Linked DNA regions of Mus musculus: region 2 is linked to region 1. A link is a contact called in public Hi-C data. All regions are on one chromosome and are shown on one strand. The core of a region is the stretch at or near the end of the contact, and the rest is flanking DNA. Distances in the headings are between cores, read along the strand shown.

Evidence for each region. A called contact is a pair of places that touch in the nucleus more often than the background predicts.
Region 2: a Hi-C map of CD4 T cells shows a contact between it and region 1, with 1.6 times the contacts expected there. The contact joins the promoter of Arl14 here to the enhancer-like site in region 1. A contact is called at or near these places in 1 of 39 promoter capture datasets (macrophages), 1 of 484 Hi-C or Micro-C datasets (CD4 T cells), 3 of 115 datasets of contacts at active chromatin or transcription factors (CD8 T cells, embryonic stem cells and pancreatic cancer cells) and 3 of 9 other capture datasets (adipose tissue, embryonic stem cells and liver).

The regions. Positions count from the first base shown.
Region 1 is chr3:69,175,608-69,180,187 of GRCm38.p6, reverse strand. No RefSeq gene overlaps it. Among named protein-coding and RNA genes, the nearest start is that of Arl14, 45 kb to the left of the region's middle. Within about 2 kb of position 2,582, at least 72 of the 459 cell types and tissues checked have an H3K27ac peak or open chromatin away from gene starts, as enhancers often do. A contact at or near this core is called in CD8 T cells and pancreatic cancer cells, where this site is marked.
Region 2 is chr3:69,219,899-69,224,478 of GRCm38.p6, reverse strand. Arl14 (ADP-ribosylation factor-like 14) reads right to left here and starts at 2,060. Exons shown (of 1, transcript NM_027843.1): 1 at 861-2,060. The coding sequence starts at 1,957. The coding sequence ends at 1,379.

The DNA.
Region 1 (4,580 bases), core at 1,333-3,832:
TGCGTACAGGCAACCCTCATACACATAAACTAAAAATAAATACATCCTTTAAAAATAGCAAATACTATTCTTTAAAAGAAAACAAAAACATCAGAGGCTGGGAAAATAGATCAGTAAGTAAAGTGCTCACTGCCCAAGTTTAAGGACTTAAATTCAGATTTCTAGCACTGGTATAAAAAGCTGTCTGTAATCCCAGCTCTGAGAAGATGGAAACAAGAGGATGCTTGCTGGCCAGTCAGTCTAACCAAATCAGTGAACTTCAAGCTCAGTGAGAAAATCAGAAAAATAAGGAAGGAAGCAATGGAGGAAGACACCTGACCTCGGCTTCTGACCTTCTCACATGCCTTCACATATACAATAAGAACACACTCACACACATACTCTAGTTTGTTAGGGCTAGTTAGGGTTTCATTGCTGTGAAGAGACACCATGACCAAGGCAACTCATATAAGGAACATTTGATTGGGGCTGGCTTACAGCTTCAGAGGGTTTATCCATTATCATCATGGCAGGAAGCAAGGCATCCTGCAGGTGGACATGGTGCTAGAGGAGCTGAGGGTTCTATATCTTGATCCAAAGGCAAGCAGGAGAGGACTCTCTTCCCCAGGCAGCCAGGAGGAGAATTTCCCCTGGCCTGGACAGAGCTTGAACACAGGACCTCAAAGCCCACACACACGGTAACACACCTACTCCAACAAGGCCACACATCCTCATAGTGCCACTTCCCATGGGCCAAACATATTCAAATCACTACAATATTTTATACTGGATTATAGTTTCTGCAGATTAGGCTTTTTAGTGGCTTCCTGTCGCATGAGGAGTACACTCTTCTAACAGTCCTGTATAAATGACCCCTATTGAAAGCTCATATCTTCCTCTTCTGGCTTTCACTTTCAACTCACCTCTTCACATTTAATATTCCTGCTCCTGCCTGAAGCACTAGCTACCCCAGGCTTCTTATGGCTCCCTTCCTTCACATCCACTTCTAAGAGGTTTCTCTAAAAGCTCCCAGCACTGTCTTTCATTCTACCTGTATTTCTTTCCATAGAGCTGTTATGGTTCGTCTTGATTGTCAGTTTGATTGGATGGAAAGATGCCCAGGAATTTAGTAAAGCACACCCTGGGAGAGAGACTGTGTCTTCAGAGACAGTTGGCGTGGGTACCATACTTCAGGGGATGGAAGACCCAGCATCCGTGTGGGTGGTATCATCCAATAGGCTGAAGGCTGATGGGACGGGAGTTGAGGAAGGACAGAGCTAGCTAGCATATGCAAGCTGTGTCCTTCCTGAGCGATGGATCAGCTGATGCTCTGCCACAAACTCAGCTGCTTTAACTCGAGACTGTAGCACTGGTGGTGTTTCTTCTGAGGCCCCCAGCTTGTTGAGATGAGCAACTCTCCTGCCTGCAGATGCCCACTGAGGGATCACTCTGCCTCTGATCATACAAGCGAATACAATAAACCTCCTTCTGTAATTATACACATATCCTTTCTATTCATTCTGCTCCCCTGGGGAACCCTAATTAATACAATAGCACTTATCAGTCTCTGAAATTGTATGTTTGCTGATTTGCTTTCTCATCTGTGAGCGCATACAGAACGCTTGAGCTTCGGGCTGCCTTGTTCACTGCTGTAATCCTGGTGCTTACAGCATTGTTTGGCACCGAGCATGTGATCAAAGGCATTTTCAATGAATGGAGAGAACGTCACTGGTGTGTTCTGAATGCTTTGGTATTTTGGTGGCATTTAAATGCTGACGACTCATGTGTTGGAATAAAGACCCCGGAAACCACAGTCCCGAACGCATTAGGCCACTGTGGGAAGGTGAGAAACAAAAGGACTAGGGAAAGGTTCCTGCCGTCCTTTCCAAATTTCTGAAAAACTTGTAGAAACTGTTAAATCTGCCCAAAGTTTACAAAATCAACTAGAGCCAGGGAGTGGAAAATATTTCATTCAGGAAAGTTACCCAGGCTTTCAAAATGACCCCTCACCCATGCTCAAGTAGGCAACAGTAATCAAACTCATTAAGAAAAGAACACACTGATGAATGCATGCACTCATGCACACTCATGCACATACATTATGAATGCATACACTCACACACTCATGCACACACACTGATGAATGCATGCATGCTTGCACACTCATATACATACATTCATGAATGCATGCACTCACACACACTCATGCACACACTCACACACACACACAATGCAGAAAGAAGAAGAGAATCCATGGGAGCAGGAGGACAAAAGGCAAATATAAAAATGTATTACATGCGTGTCTGAAAATGTCCAAAGTATTAAAAATAAGCTAATCATCAAGATAAATAATGCAGTATAATGCAAGATTCTGTTTGTTCCCCCGTGAGTCAGTTGCTTGATTTGTGGCACCAGGAAGAGATCAAAGAGAGGGTTATGGCAGCTGGATGGGTGTTCCTGTGATCTGTTGAGATCAGCCTCTGGGCTCGAGCTTTGTTCTGGGAGATGAACAATACTAAAGAACAAAACACCCATAAACCACAGAGCACAAACACATCTGCTTTGTGGCCAAGAAGGAAGGCGAACCGAGAGACAAGGGCATGTCACGATGGTGGGAACCACATGGTGGCATGACAGGCACCCAGGAGTGCACACTCTGCCACAGATCCCTGTAAAGAGGTCGAACCTGGCCTCTGTGTTTCTCTGGCGAAGACTGAGGCACACGCTGAGGCACATGGGTTACACACAGAACATAGAGGACAGCGTTACTGTCCCCTTCTTCAGATAAGGAATGCACCTTTCTCATAATTCTGAGACGATCTATGAGTCACGTGTGAGCCGAACCGTGAGGAAGGACTGCTGGGAGGAAAGCCATCTGTCACTGAGTGTTCTGGTGAGTTTGAACAGCAAGCAAAAGAAAACTAAGTGGATTGGGGGATGGGGGGACCTGTAAATCTAGTTTAGGTTTAGGTGATCCAATATGGAGAAGGTACGGAGGAAAGAATGAGAGGGCATGGAGCGAGGACGAGAACCTGAGGACCTCAGGAAGGCCCCGAGACCCGCCTGGTGTAAGGAGAGAACAGACCCTGCAGGCTATCTTCCGGCCTCCACCTGTGCACCGTACCCCAGCACCCACATTTCTAAATGTCATTTTTAAAATCTAAAGATTAGCTGGAAAACTAGAGTTACTGCTGTGAGTGGTGGAAGTGTCTCTACGTTTGAAAATTTAAGCAAGTGAGCAGAACGTTATGAGACCAAACTTCCACAGGCACACTGAGGTAAGAACCCCTAAATGTGACTTAGGGTGTGAATGAGACACATTTCAGGCTGCGAAGGAGGAGCCTAGCCACAGATTGTTCAGGTTGGAATTTCCAGTGATGCATACTAGGTGGCCTCCACAGTTAAAACCTTCAATCATTATAAAACCATCAATACCCTGCCGTGTCTTACTAAATAAATGAATTGTGTATTTGAGTCTTCCCTTATGACCTGTATCACACCGTTCTTTCAAGTCTGTGTCTCCTCTGGCATGCTTCCTGGGCCTTGTCCATGATGTTGACTTGGCTAGGCCGGCCAAATACCAGCCTCTGTCAAGGTTAAGCTCACGTTTCGGTTCCACCAAGAGCCTTTCTTAATTGCCTTTCTTTGAACTCCTAAAATACAATTTTTCAACTACATTCTGCCATGCATTGTTCACAATTGTCTCACACATATTAATGTTGGGGAGTAAACGGAAGACATTGACAGAGAAAGGGGGCTGAAGAGAGAGATGGCTCAGCTGTCAGGGCCCTTGCGCCAGTGTTTGGTTCCCAGCACCCACCATGCATGGCTCGTGACTCCCTGTACATCTAGCTCCAGGATAACCAACACTCTTTTCTGGCTTCTGCACACACACATACACACACACATATATACACATACATACACACACACATACATACATACACACACACACATATATACACACACATACACATCCATACACACATACACAAATAAAGAATACATTTCTAAATAAAGAGAAGAGAGAAAGTCAAGAGGAGATCCCCACTGTAGCTTCTGATTTGGGGGTGGGTATTGCTGGCCTTTCACTAGGGGCAGTGAAGCAGAGTGGTCCACAGAGACTCTGGCACAGGGAGGGAAGTTAGGCTGGCTGCAGTAAGCATCCGATTTCTGTGTCACTTGGTAGTATACCTTACTGTTCTGGTACCATGAGGGATGAGAGGCACACAGGGATGCGCCACAACGTGAAGCTTACTGTGTGTATTCTTGGGCCTCTCTCCTATCGTACTGAATCAGGGTATCTACAGTGGGACCCACAAATCGATTTTTAATATCACTCTAGGCAATTCAATCACATTGCAATATGTTAAATTGGTTAAATTATACTTACTTGGGGAGTGGGTTTTCACATGTGTTGCCATATGCATAAGAAGGCCAAAGGACAACTTGCATAAGTCACTTCTTACCTTCCACCTAGCGGGTGCCAGGCATCAAACTCAAGTCCTTAGGCTTGGCGGCAAGCACTAAGCTATCAGGCCAGCCCTTGGGTAATTATAAAAAAAAAAAAAAAAAACGACTTCTTTAGAGCATAGAAACCT
Region 2 (4,580 bases), core at 811-3,310, 45 kb before region 1:
TTTTTACATATACGTAAGTGTGTACCACGTACATGCTGGTGCCTAGAAAAGGGTGTCAGATCTTCTGGAACTGGAATGACATGCAATTAATTGTGAGGCACGCAAGCCTAGTCAGGAACCCATCCCAAGTGTGCTGGAAAGGCAGCAAGGCCTCTTCACAGTGGAGCCGTCTCTCCAGCCCCACACTAAACTCATTACACCTTTATTTTCCCCTGTCACCTTCAGGTTTAGAGCTACCGGGGCTGCTGTGGAGCTCAGTGACTTTATTCTACACCGCGGGAGGCTGGCAGGAAGGAAGAAGAGGAAAGTGTTAGTTACAGGGCATCTCTGCAGCTCTGCTCCTCTCCTGGACATTCCAGCTCCATCCTCAACTCCTTTGCTGCTCTCCCGCCCCTCTACCCCGTCTCTTGGTCATGATGGCTTTGGAGGTTCATCTAACCAGGGGAAATTTTCTTGACTACTGTACACCTGTGTGGGGTCTTCTCCCTTCAATTCCATCTCTCCTAAGAAGTGTTTCCTGTTTCCCTGGGTGTCTCTCACAAGATAACCGCGGCTGTGCTCCGGGTGCCAGCTTCGTGTCACTTCACCCAGTGAACCGCAAGGTCTCTGAGAACAAAGTCTGGCCTGGCTTCCTGCTTGGTCGGTACCAAGCAGACCTGTGTTCCTGGGTAATGGGGCTGCTGAGCGGAGTTCCGCTGAAGCTGGTCTTGGGGCTGCAGCTGAAAGTGGAACACTAAACTCAGAGGTCACCCTGCAGGACAATGCTTCCTCTAGGCCACTGATCTGAAGGTCTTTGTTTAAGGCAGGGAGGGGTGTGTGTGTGTGTGTTTCAATACACATTGTATGAAATGCTCAAAGAATTCACTAAAAAAATATATTTTTTAAAAAAGATAAAGGAAGTTACAAACAATAGATGTCAAAAAGCTGATAGCATTTGTGTGTCTGTTTACAAAACAAAGATTTTCAAAACGTTAACATCCACAATTTAAGCTTCTTTTTGTTATTTTCTCACTATTCAATTACTACCTAAGGACAGGGTAGAAATTCAATGCCAGTAACATCTGGGAACTATATGAAAAAAATCCTGACTATATAAGCAGACAGCTATTTAAACTTTAGTGGTCATACAAAATTAGTTAACATTTATCTGACTCTAAATAGGACTTTCAAATCATCCAACACGTTAACCTTTACAAAATATAATTTCTTCCGTTTCAATGACCATTACCCCATAGTTTGCTTAGAAAGTTCCTTCTTTAGCTGAGCAGGGTGGAAACCACCCCCAAAAGTTTGCCGACTCAGCAACTTACTTTTCTTTTTGTTCCCCCACTTTACATGGGAAATAAAACAGATTTCCCATTTCCACTTCATCATTGTCTCATTTCTGCTTGAAGATTGCTAAGGTCTCTCTTGTCCTTCGGTAGCTTTTCAGAAACTCGGTTAATTTCCTGAACCCGTCATCCAGCCCTTCTCCAGTGACCGCACAGCAGGGTTGCACATACCAGTTCCGGTTGCTGCACAGCTTCTTCACCTTGAACATCCTGGTGATGTCTTCGGCGCTCAGAGCTCCCGGCAAGTCCTGTTTGTTGGCCAGTATGACGACCGGTGTGTTTTTGATGTGCTCGTTCTTCAAAATGTGTTTGAACTCTTTGCGAGAGTCTTCCAGTCGCTTTTTGCCTTCGGAACAGTCCACCACGTACATCAGCCCTTGAGCGTTCTCACAGTAGCAGTCCCAGACTGTTCGCATCTTCTCCTGTCCTCCAACATCCCACACGGTGAGTGTGAGACTGCTCTGCAGCTGGACCATTTCCACGTTGAAGCCGATGGTTGGGATGGTTGAGAGAGTCTCAGCAAACTTTAACCGGTAAAGCAGAGTAGATTTCCCAGCTGAGTCAAGTCCGAGGAGAAGAATGTGGGCTTGCTTGCTTTGGGGGTTTTTAGAATTCAGCAGACCCATTTTAGGCTTTTTCTTCCTTAAAGATCGTTTCTTTTGGCCCGAAACAATGCGTCCTTTCCAGGTCTTTCATGTAAACGTTTAGGAAAAGAGAGTAAAGTGCCACAGTGAACAGGTGCCTGTCTTCGTTTATATTGTAGCTTATCAACTTGATTATAGGCAAACAGTGTTTTATTTGCAGTCCCAGCCAATCCTGAAGACTCTGTGGGAGTAACCAGCATGTATCACAGTGGCTCAAAGGGGACATTCTTTGTGAGTGAGTAGGATTAGGAGTGGCTGGCTGCCGCAGCTTTCTGCAGTCTCTCAGGTCCAACAGTTTGGAGGAAATCAAAGAGTAAGGTGTGCACAGGAGCCCCATTGTAGAACCAACACAATCTTTTGTTTTAGCCAACTTTAAGTGAACTTTTTGTAGATCAGTCTTATCCAGCTGTTAATAAGTGTCAGGGTTGCCTAAAAGCTTGGAGAGTTTATCTCCCTCTTGGTATCTAAATGCTTCCTGATACCGGATTACTCAGTAGAAACTTTGAGCCCTTCTGGGTTATCGTAACCTTGGTCTCAGAAACAGAGCATCATTTATGAATCTTCCAGGCAGGGAACTTACACTACTGACAAGGCCAGATTTCCCCAGGTAATTTTTTTTTACCCACTTTTCAATAAAACAGACTGATCAAAGATGGCAACCTGAGTATACACAGATACTTATCTCATCTCTTTCCCAACACATCATGATAAGAGGAACAAAGTCATCAAAGAGTCCATCAGAGGGTGAGATTTTGACAAATATTCTAAAAGACAGAAAATAGGCCTATTGGGATAGAACTGAGGCTGGGGGTAGGGGAGGGGTGTGCTGGATTGGGAAGAGTGGAAAATAAATATATTCCCAAAACAAGAAGCAGATAATATAAAAAGGAACTCAGAAAATAAAGACAAACTCCTGAAAACATTTTTAAAAGTAGACATTTTAAAGCCAGGCACTTATGCATGCCTTTAATGTTAACACTCAGGAGGCAAAGGCAAGCAGATCTCTGTGAGTTCAAGGCTAGCCTGGTCTACAGATCAAGTTCCAGGACAGCCAGGGCTACACAGGGAAACATTTCAGGGGAGGAGCGAAGTGATTATTTTAAAAGCTCTATGACAGGTTAAAGGCAAACATTAAAGGAATGCATCAGAAGGCAGAGAATGAGAAACAAGAAGAGTCACCTGAGTCACACATCTCAATGACAAGTTCATTCCTCAAAAGGTAGAAAGCATGCCAGCAGAACACTGAAGAGGAATTTTAATCCAGCAACATGGCTGCTCTGGCAAGAGATCACGTCCAAAGACCCTCTAGGTCTGTGTGATTAAGTTGGATTGCAGTATGATCTGGCTGGAATATAGACAAGCCCTTAAAACACATCTTTAATCCCCAACAATGGTGATGAGATTAGTTTGCAGAAGGAAGCCCCTTTGTTTGAAGTGACATCTAATTGAGGGGTAGACAATGTGAGGAATGAGAGAAAGATTTGACAGAATGAGTCAGGGATTGGATACATGCAACTCACAAGAGAATAGACAGGAAAGGAAGGCAACTTAAGAGCAGAGCAGAGAAAGAAAGAGGTGTTGTGGTGAGGAGTGTGTGTGTGTGTGTGTGTGTGTGTGTGTGTGTGTGACCTATAGGGATAGGTAGCAAAAAGAACAAGATAGACACAGAACAAGCCAGAGAATGAGAAAGAGCCAGAAGATTAGAAGGGATTGCGAAAGTGAGTATGAGGCTGAAGCCAGGCTGAATCAGTCAGCTTGGAAGATTAGATTGCATGGAGGCTAGATGCTTCCAGGCCTAGGTCTAGGGATGCTTATAACAGAGAAAGAAATGATCTGGGTTCAGCCCAAGCCATGTAGTGTATTCGAACAGAGCCCTGGGTAAGACTCTCATCTCATCCCTCCATCTAGGGAAATAAAAGAGACATTTACAGAACACTCTCAAATAAAAAATATGCCAGTGTTTCCTGGTGCCAAAGGATGAACTCTCAGGCCAGGATGTTCAGTGGGTAAAGTGGTGGTTGCACAAACCTCAATGACCTAAGTGTGACCCCAGAACCCATGGAGAGGTGGAAGGAGAAACCCAACTCCACAAAGTCTTCCTCTGATGTCCACAAGTGTGTGATAACAAGTGTGTGATAACAAGTGTATGATAACAAGTGTGTGTGTGTGCCCATCCAAAACATCATTTCTTTTTAAAAGTTTTAAAATAAAGAATTGAAGTCTCTAGATGGAAAGACTACCTTTAATCATTAACAATATGACTTTTATGAAAGAACTTGAGGCATATGATATACATGTTTTATTTTTACTGAAAATTTTAAAAAGAAAAAAATTTACAGGTAGACTACTGTATACACAAAAAATATACATATAAAGAAATTAGGATCTGAAGAGATGGCCCAGCATTTAAGAACACTTGCTGCTCTTGCAAAGGAGTGGAGTTTTGTTTCCATCACATCCTGCCCGGGACAGTTCACAACTATTTATAACTTCAGCTTTAGAGTATCTGGCATCTTCTGGCCTCCTCCAGCACCCATACAGTGAAATACACATACACATTTACAAAGATTAAAATAAAAAAATTATACAAGTGGTTTTAAATTTT